Regions from separate parts of the Mus musculus genome. Here region 2 is linked to region 1. Evidence: chromatin contacts called from public Hi-C data. All regions are on one chromosome and are shown on one strand. The core of a region is the stretch at or near the end of the contact, and the rest is flanking DNA. Distances in the headings are between cores, read along the strand shown.

Evidence for each region. A called contact is a pair of places that touch in the nucleus more often than the background predicts.
Region 2: a contact with region 1 is called in a Hi-C map of nephron progenitors, with 2.1 times the contacts expected there. The contact joins two enhancer-like sites. A contact is called at or near these places in 1 of 15 datasets of contacts at CTCF or cohesin (large pre-B cells), 3 of 484 Hi-C or Micro-C datasets (cortical neurons, nephron progenitors and stem cell-derived germline stem cell-like cells), 1 of 115 datasets of contacts at active chromatin or transcription factors (large pre-B cells) and 1 of 9 other capture datasets (embryonic stem cells).

What each region holds. Positions count from the first base shown.
Region 1 is chr7:129,694,212-129,698,572 of GRCm38.p6, forward strand. Gm33248 (a long non-coding RNA gene) reads left to right here. Exons shown (of 3, transcript XR_378521.3): 3 at 1-2,207. Among named protein-coding and RNA genes, the nearest start is that of Gm33248, 29 kb to the left of the region's middle. Within about 2 kb of position 2,555, at least 5 of the 459 cell types and tissues checked have an H3K27ac peak or open chromatin away from gene starts, as enhancers often do.
Region 2 is chr7:129,828,092-129,832,452 of GRCm38.p6, forward strand. No RefSeq gene overlaps it. Among named protein-coding and RNA genes, the nearest start is that of Gm39095, 19 kb to the left of the region's middle. Within about 2 kb of position 1,935, at least 10 of the 459 cell types and tissues checked have an H3K27ac peak or open chromatin away from gene starts, as enhancers often do.

The DNA.
Region 1 (4,361 bases), core at 1,305-3,804:
AAGCTTCCTCTCTGTTCCTTCTGGCTTTACCACAGGTTGGCATCCTGGAGCAAGGGCCTAGTCTCTGTATTTTCCACACAGGCCTCTTTTTCTCTACCTTCCTCCTGCCCCTCACTACCTGAGCTAGGTCCAAGAAGCCTCCTTGTGGCCTGGCATTTGAGTGCTGAACTTAAGAGGATTTTGTAAGCTGGTTAAACAAAGCCAGATTAAAAATCAAGTTACAAGTGCCATGTTCTATTAAAGTCAAAGATAACAGGTACTCAAACCCTGCAACTTCCTAGTTCTTTAACATTTCATGCTATGTATGTTATAGAGGATATGCACATATGTTGTGCCCTGTAATTGGAAAATAACATTTTATGGTATTGTGCATCTCTGCGGTTCTCTGCTCAGCCATATCACCCAAGTAGATAGATGCCTTAGTTCATTTTGTGTTATAACAAAATCCCTGAGGCTATTTTATTTCTAAAAAAAAAAAGAGGTCTATTTAGCTTACAATTAATTTTGGAATAGTGCTAACATCTGCTCAGCTCTGGTGAGGGCATTCTGCCTCTGTCACATTGTGGAGGGCAGCATTATGTATGGATATGCATGAAATAGAGAGATCACATGGCCACTTAGGGAGCAAGAGAGATTCAGGGACCAGGTTTACTCTTTGTGTAACAACCTACGCTCATGGGATCTAGACCAGCGACATTTTCATATGATCTAGAACGAACTCAAGAGAGAATAGGTTTATTTTAACTACAGTTTGAGAGGTACGGTTGTGTACATGATAGAAAAAGCACGTCAGGTAGTTCATCCATGACATGACTTGGCACCAACTAGGAAGCAACAAGTTCTTGGGCCATAACTGGATATAAATATGATCTTCAAAGTCCCATCCCTCGTGGCCAAGTTCACCAAGCTAGGCCTTAGGTCCCCAAACAGTGACAGCAGCTGATGATCAAGTATTTAAACACATGAGCTTGATGTGCGTGTGGCAGGGCTGGAGGGGTGGATTTACAGATCTGTGATAGTTTATCTTTACCAAGTTAACACAACACAGAATCACTTAATTAAGTTAATTGATATGGGATGATTCAGTCCACTGTGGGCGTCATCATCCCCTAGGCAGAGGGTTTTGAATGTATAGGAACGGAGAAATCGAGCTGGGCACAGGTAAGCAAGCAGGATGGATACAATCATTTCTCTCTGTTCTTGGCTTTTGCTGTGGCTATGATACACGTGGCTATTAAATGTTCCTGCTTGATATTCCCACAGCGGTTCACTATACCTATAACTTGTAACTGTAATTGTAATCTAAAACAAGACTTTTCTTCCCCTAAGTTGCTTTTTGTCAGGGCATATTATCACAGCATAAATGAAACCTGACAAACATACAAAACATAACACAGGGGTCTTAAGAAAGCTACGTTCCTCCCTTCTACTGTTAATGCCTTCAATAATAACCTTTCACAAGGCTTTACCTCCTAAAGGTTTTGCATCCTTAATCCCATCATGCTAGGGACTACACTGCTACTGTGAAGAACTATGTAAAACACCCTCAAATAGTAACATAACTATGATATTGGTCTTATAGATATATTTGCATTAAGGAATCAGGGTAAATGCATGCTTTGTTTGGCTTACTGTTTCAGTAAAGTGATGAAGAGAATCTAATAAGACACCTGACCTTTAGGGTAACACGTATCGTTGTATGGTGGACTGATCAGAGAACTGAAATTATGTATCAGTGTGAGAAAAGGTTAAGAGCGCTTTTTCTAGACAAACGAGTGTGTTCCCAGTACACGGCCTCCCATTCCACTCTGTCTGTGAAGATGGAGCCAAGCAATCTTCCTAGGCTGCCCATTTGTTGAGATTAAACACATTCATTCCTAATGTGACTCCCTCTTTCTAGCAGAAGAGCAGTCAAGCATTTAGTGGCTGCCTGCTTTTGTTGCACCATGCAGTCTCTCTGATGGTGAATTTTGAAAGAAACAGGAAGTACTATATTATGGAGGTATATGAAATTTAAAATTGGAGTTATTTTTTGGTAATTGTGTGTTATGATCTTTTCTATTGCTCCAATCATAATAAACTTAGGACCACATTTGTGAATTTTATTTTATTTTTTATTGTTTTATTGACTCTGTGATTTTGACATTTATACCTCAATGCCACTCATCTCCCCTGTCTCTTAATGTCCTCCCTCCCAAAAAAGAAAATTTTTAAAAAATAAACAAAACAAAGCATAGAGAACATCTCATCATGGAAGCTGTATTGTGTCATAGTGTGTCTCACAGTGTATCCCTCTGTCCGCACAACTTCACTTGCAAATGTTCGTTAAAATGAGTCATTGGTCTGGTTCCAGGCCTCTGGCTTCTGTGCCACCATCAATACTGGATCCTCACTGGGACTCCTCTCAGTTATCCTGTTGTTGCCCTGTGTCATAGAGATCCTGCAGCTTTGGGGTTGCAGGACTGGCCCTTTCACACGCTCCAGTAGTTCGCAGATGATGTAGATTATGGGGTGAGCTGACTCAAAGCCCTCCACCTGGGCCTGGGTGGTAGCTGAGTGGGTCTGCCTGCGAGCTCTCCCACACCCATGCCATTGCTGGAGCTCTCTAGTACTGCCCGAGCTAGCTCACCCAATGCTGCAGCCTTCAGGGGCAGGGCTAACTCTCCTGCTATCCTGCCCTCAGGGATGGCTCACCAGCCCCAAGCCACCAGAGCCAGTTCTACTGTGCCTCCCAGTCTCAGTGCAGGACCCACTCTCCCAAGTGCTGTAGTTGATGAGGGGCTAGAACAGTTCTCTTGCATTCACACCCTTGGGGCTGGCTCACCAGTGCCTTCACCATCAGGGCCAGTTCTACAGTGCTGCCCAGGTGAGGTACAGGCCACTCTCACAAAGGCTGCAGTTGGTGAGGGGTAGGGACAGTGCTCCAGAATGCTACCTCCATTGAGGGGCAGGGTCAGCCCTGCACAGCTCTTTGACAGGCAGTAGCCCAGACCAGGGATGGCCACATGATATTTAGTGGTAATATAAGTTATGGACATTGACACAGATCAAGACGTTGCCCTCAGGGGCAGCATAGGCTAGGACCTCACCATGGCTTCAGGTGGCACATCAGGCTGTTCCTCTATGCATCTTCAGTTCTACATCTCTTCCTAATGCTCAAACTGCTCAACATTTCTGTCTGCTATCTGTCCACTACATACTCGCATTGTCACGGCTCCCACAGTGGACAGGTAATGTGGTTGGTGAGTATCTGGCTCTCCTCCCTCTGCTCATGCTGTGTGGTGTGGCTATGGCAGGGCTCTGTGTATCTACAGCCCACCTGTGTGGTGTGGCAGCAGGTTGGCCTCTTGGTGTCCTCATCTTACCAGGGCTGCAGCATGAAGTGGAGCCAGATGGGTCTCTAGACATCTTCCCCCTTTTGGCACTGTGGCAGGCAGGTCTCTGGATGCCCTCTTCTGCCCATGGCTGGCATGAACTTCATTTTTGAGGAGATTGCTGCCTTTGACCCTTTTGCTCTGTAGTTGTCTCTGCAGCTTACAAGGTTTTACTATAAAGATAAAGTGTATCTGTCCTCCACCATAGATCAGGGGTTGGGAATGCTAATATCTTCTGGAGCAATCTCATATCCACAGAAGGTATGGGGGACATTAGCTTGGACTTGTGGAGTGTTGGCACTGTTGCCCAGACACATGCCTGAGCCGAACCTGCTACCCTTCTCCATACTCACTTCCAGCACTAAGGGCATACCCCTCTCCTGCAGTGCTTGCTTTAAGGCCTAGAGAATTTCTTCTAGAGGATGTTAGAGGTTTTTAGAAAAGATAAAGAGAGCTCAAGATGCTTGGTCTAAAGGATACTCTCTTAGGGTTCCCATTGCTGTAAAGAGACTCCATGACTCTTATAAAGGACAACATTTAATTGGGACTGGTTTACAGGTTCAGAGGTTCAGTCCATTATTATCTAGGGGTGGGGGTGGTGCATAGCAGTACCCAGGCAGACATGGTGTTGGAGGAGCTGAGAGTTCTACATCTTGTTCTGAATGCAACGAGGAGAAGACTAGTAGACTTCTAGGTAGCTAGGAGGAAGATCCCATTACTTACCCCTACAGTGACACAGTTCCTCCAACAAGGCCACATCTCCTAATAGTGCCACTCCCTGGGCCAAGTATATTCAAACCACCACAGATGCCAGAGACCAGTGCTTTTCAACCTTCCTAATGCTGAAGCCCTTTAATACAGTTCTTCACTTTGTGATGAGCCCCAACCATAAGATTATTTTCATTGCTACTTCATAGGTCACATTATGCTACTATTATAAATCATAATGTAAATATGTGTTTTCTAATGGCCTTGAGCAACCCCTGT
Region 2 (4,361 bases), core at 685-3,184, 130 kb after region 1:
TCTGTACCATGATGCATCCCCCATGAATACATCATACATATACATACATCATTATCCTTGTCATGGCAACCATCATTTTCCCACTGAGACAATCTATGGGGAATCATTTTATGAGGACAGCATTTTCAATCTCATGCTGTCAGAATCAGGGTTACTATACCCCGGTCCTGATGTTGAATGTTTTTACAGGTCTTATCCAGACCCATTTTTACCTGAGTTGTGAAGCTATCTTTGCTGATGATTCTCAGGTTCTCCAGGGAAAGGGATAGGAAGTTTGGATGGTTTTCTTCTCCCTCCTTTCCCCTTCATTTTTGCTACCATGTTCTGTGACCTGCTGGTTGGCGTTTGGGCTTCTGGCTATTGAATTGACCCCAAAGGCAACAGTCCACAGAAGCCACGTAGGTGGAGGGAGAACCTGCAATCAGAGCACTTTATCACATGCTGCTTATGGTCTTATCAAGGGGTGATGGTGCTGTCTAGTTAGCTTTAACTGTCAACTTGACAGAACCTAGAGTCATCTGAGAGGAAAGCCTCAATAGGGATTGCCTAGATCAAGATGACCTGTGGGTATGTCTATTGGCCAAAGGGTGGGGGTGGCTTGATTGTTATTTGATGTAGGAAGGCCAAGCCCCTTGTGGTAAGTACACACACTCTATGTAATTGGTCCTGAACTGTAAGAAAGCTAGCTGAATATAAGCCATCCCAGAAGCAAGTTAGCAAGCATCATTCCCCATGGTTCCTGCTATAGTTGTTTGGCTGTGAAATGAGTTCCTTAGTTGGAGGTAATACTGCGTGGAACAGCAAGCCGACCTGCCTTCATGCTTGAGTGCCTGCCCTGACTTCCCTCCGTAACAGACTGTGACTTGGAAGTGTAAGCTAAAAAAACTCTTTTCCTCCCCAAAGTTGCTTTTGGTCAGAGTGTTTGACCACAGCAACCGGAATTAAACTAAAACAGATGGTATATACCCAAAATGGGGGGAAATGAGGAAAGAATAAAGATAAGTCAATATTGTACATACCAATAAGTCACTTGTAGAAAATTAAATACTGAGAACAAAAATGGGCATTGTGGATACTCCCTGTCTACTTAAGGCACCTAGATAGGGCCTCTCTGGTTACCAGAGATTGGTAGAAACCCAAAGTAAATGAAGCCATTTGCCCAGCAAATATTTTGGAGAAGGTGGTTCTGGGTAACAGTGTAAACACAGCAGCCTGCATGGGGAGGGGAGAAATATTGAGGGGCCCATGCTGAGGCCTGAGAGGTGATGGGAAGATGATGGGAAGTGATAGGGTTAGAGAGCTCATGTTGGCCCAAGACTAGAAAACAAATGTGATGGATCACGTGCTTTCAGGAAGAGGGGACACCTCCAGAGAGTAGTGGCCAGAACTCTAGCATTTGAGCCCAAAGAGTCTAGCTAGTGCCAAAACCTAGTTCTTCTACTACTGACTGCTCAGCCAGTTTTACCAATGACCTCTAGTCACCAACTGCCATGATCCCAGGACTTAAGACTCCTCACCTCAAATAAAGTTCCTTCCTCCGCTTCTCAGGGGTTGACTGACCCTGTTTGCTCCTCCAGCGCGCCCTGTCTTTTCCGGATGAAGTGCTATGTTTATGAATTGCTGAACCACATACTATGTGTCCAATCTTGCAACCGTTCATTAGGTTGCCTTTCCTTCCAAACATCTCACACACGTGGTTTATGTGTGTTGTGCCTTCTTACCCCCAAGCCATGCAGCTGCCTTTGCTATGTGATTTTTTTTTTTTGGTAGACTGTGCTGGTTTTAAGAAGTTCTGTCATGGGATAGTACATACAACTATTGTAAAAATGTCATTGATGCTCAGACAAGCACTTCCTGTACAGGTGGGGGTAGGGGGGCAAGTGTGTAAGAAGGTACTGGCCAGTTTTACTGTTTGGTTGTTGTGTTATTTCAAGCAGCCACTCCAAAGGCTATGTCAAGCGTGACTGTTAGTGGTTGAGAGCGAAAGCTCAGAGCTGCAGAGTCCAGGGGAGTAGGGCTTGGCACAGACCAATAGCAGGAGGTAAGGCTGGAGTCCACATGGAAGGCGCATTCAGCCATATCTATTGATAGATTGCATAGTGGCCCTAGGGAGAAATGATGAGTCCAGACTTAGCTCTGAGCAACGAGGTGCTGTGACAGCCACTTAGAGTAATGCATGAACGTGTGAGGTCCTTTACAGCTGGGACAAAAGATAGCCCAGAGGGGAGGAGCACTTGCTATGTAAGCATAAGGATGAGAACTGGAAATCAAATTGCCAGCACCCATATGAAAAGCTGGGTGTGGCTTTGTGGATCCTTGCAACCCCAGGACAATAGGAGGCAGAGACAGGAAGATCACTAGGGGTTACTGGCTATCAGCCTAGTTCTGGGTTCAGCGAGAGACCATGTTTCAGGGGACTAAGGGGAGAGTTATATAGCAAGATACTAGATATCCTTCTTGGCCTCTGCACCGCCATGCCTGTGTAACCATACACCACACATACACTGCACACAATCACACAGCCCAAACCGACCAACCAACCAAAACCCCAAACAACTATGCCAGAAGATGACAGGGAAGGAGGAGATTGTCTGGCTCAGTTTGTGAGTGCAGCCCATCACCCTAGGGAAAGCATGGCTGCAGGAGTCTGAGGCAGCTGGCTGCATGCAGTGCCTCTGCAGTCAGGAAGCAGATGGGGGAGGGGGGACAGAGAGAGAGGGGGGAGGGTGAGGGGGAGAGGGAGAGGGAGAGAAATGCTGGCATTCACTGCTTCTTTTTCTTTAGTCCAGGCCCCAGCATGAGATGGTGCCCACACTGTCAGTCTTCCCACTTCAAGAAGTATCATCAAGAAAATCCCTCCCAGACATGTCCAGTGTTTATTTTCATGATGATGCTAAATCCAATCCGATGTCCCATTCAGAGTGGCCTCCATTCTACTCCTTCTCCCTGAGAGATGACTGCTGACCACCCAAGGAGAAGCACCCGAGCAGTCGTTTGCTCTGCTCTTTTGTCCCTGTCCCCTGCCTTCTTCCCAGCAGCCGTCATGGTTCCCTGGCTAGACTAGAAGCACCATGAGAAATGAACCATATCTTGTTTGTCCTTTGTCCTCAGAAGACAATAGTAAATGCTCAGTAAATACTTCCTGCCTAGACATGGTGGTACAGGCTCTTTGAGAGGCTGATGTAAAGTCACAAGTTCAAGGCTTACTAGGGCTACAGAGTGGATTCAAGGCCCACCTAGACAACTTACCAAAGCCCTGTCTCAAAATAAAACATACTAAAAGCTGGAGACATTATTCAGTGGCAGACTGCTTGCCTAGTATGCATGAGGCCCTGGGTTGAGGCCTCAGGATTACCAGAATACAGACATGAATAAGTGATCCTAAAGTGAGGAAATTAGTGACTAAAGATGGAGGCACCATCTCTCTTCTCCAGTCCACTATCCAGAATGGCTGCATTCTGGGCTGGAGGGATTGCTCAGTGGTTAAGGGCACTTACTGCTCTACCAGAGAACTGTTGTTTAATCTCAGTCCCTAAATTGAATGATTCATAAACATTTTTAACTCCAGTTCTAGAGAATATGATACCTGCTCTGCTCCTGGCCTTTGTGGAGAAAACACACACACACATAAAGTTTTAGGAAAAAGAAAAGAAAAGGATGGCTATGCTCCATCTGTGGCTGGATCATCAACAATCAGAAGACTGTGAGTGGAAAAAGAGCTAGCATTCCCCACCAGGCCACCACTGACATTTTGGATAAAAGCCCTGTTTTTGTTTTGTTTTGTTTTGTTTTGTTTTGTTTTGTTTTGTTTTGTTTTGTTTTTTGAGGACCCTTGGCATCCTAGAGTCCAGATGCCAGGGTTAATTATTCACTCCTAGTGCCTATGAGGACCAGACCAAACCCTCCATTCCAGCCTCTCACTCTGATGGCTTCCACCATCGCTGTGAAAGCACACCGCAAGTCTGAAAAAGACACGCAGTCAACCATGAACGTGGGGCTCCGTGTGTAAGTTTTACTAATGCCCGTGTCTAGGAAGATTGGCTAAAGCTGATCCTGATGATACACAGACTCAGGTCCAGATTTGTACAAGCTGTTGACTCTAGTATCCTGAAAAACACCCCAGCCCTAAGCAGACAGGGACAACTGGTCCACCTCACAGAGTGCATTTCCCATCCAGAGTCTGATCTAAGGAAGCTGTTCTCACTCTGTCCCACTGCAGATTCCAAGATCAAATCTCAGGAGATCCATGACTCTTCCAAGCTCACTAGCAAAATCATCCTACGAAATCAGTCTCCCACGGCTAAGTCCCACCCAGAGTAAAACTGCCAGTCATCTAATTAGGGGCAACATCAGTTTCCTTA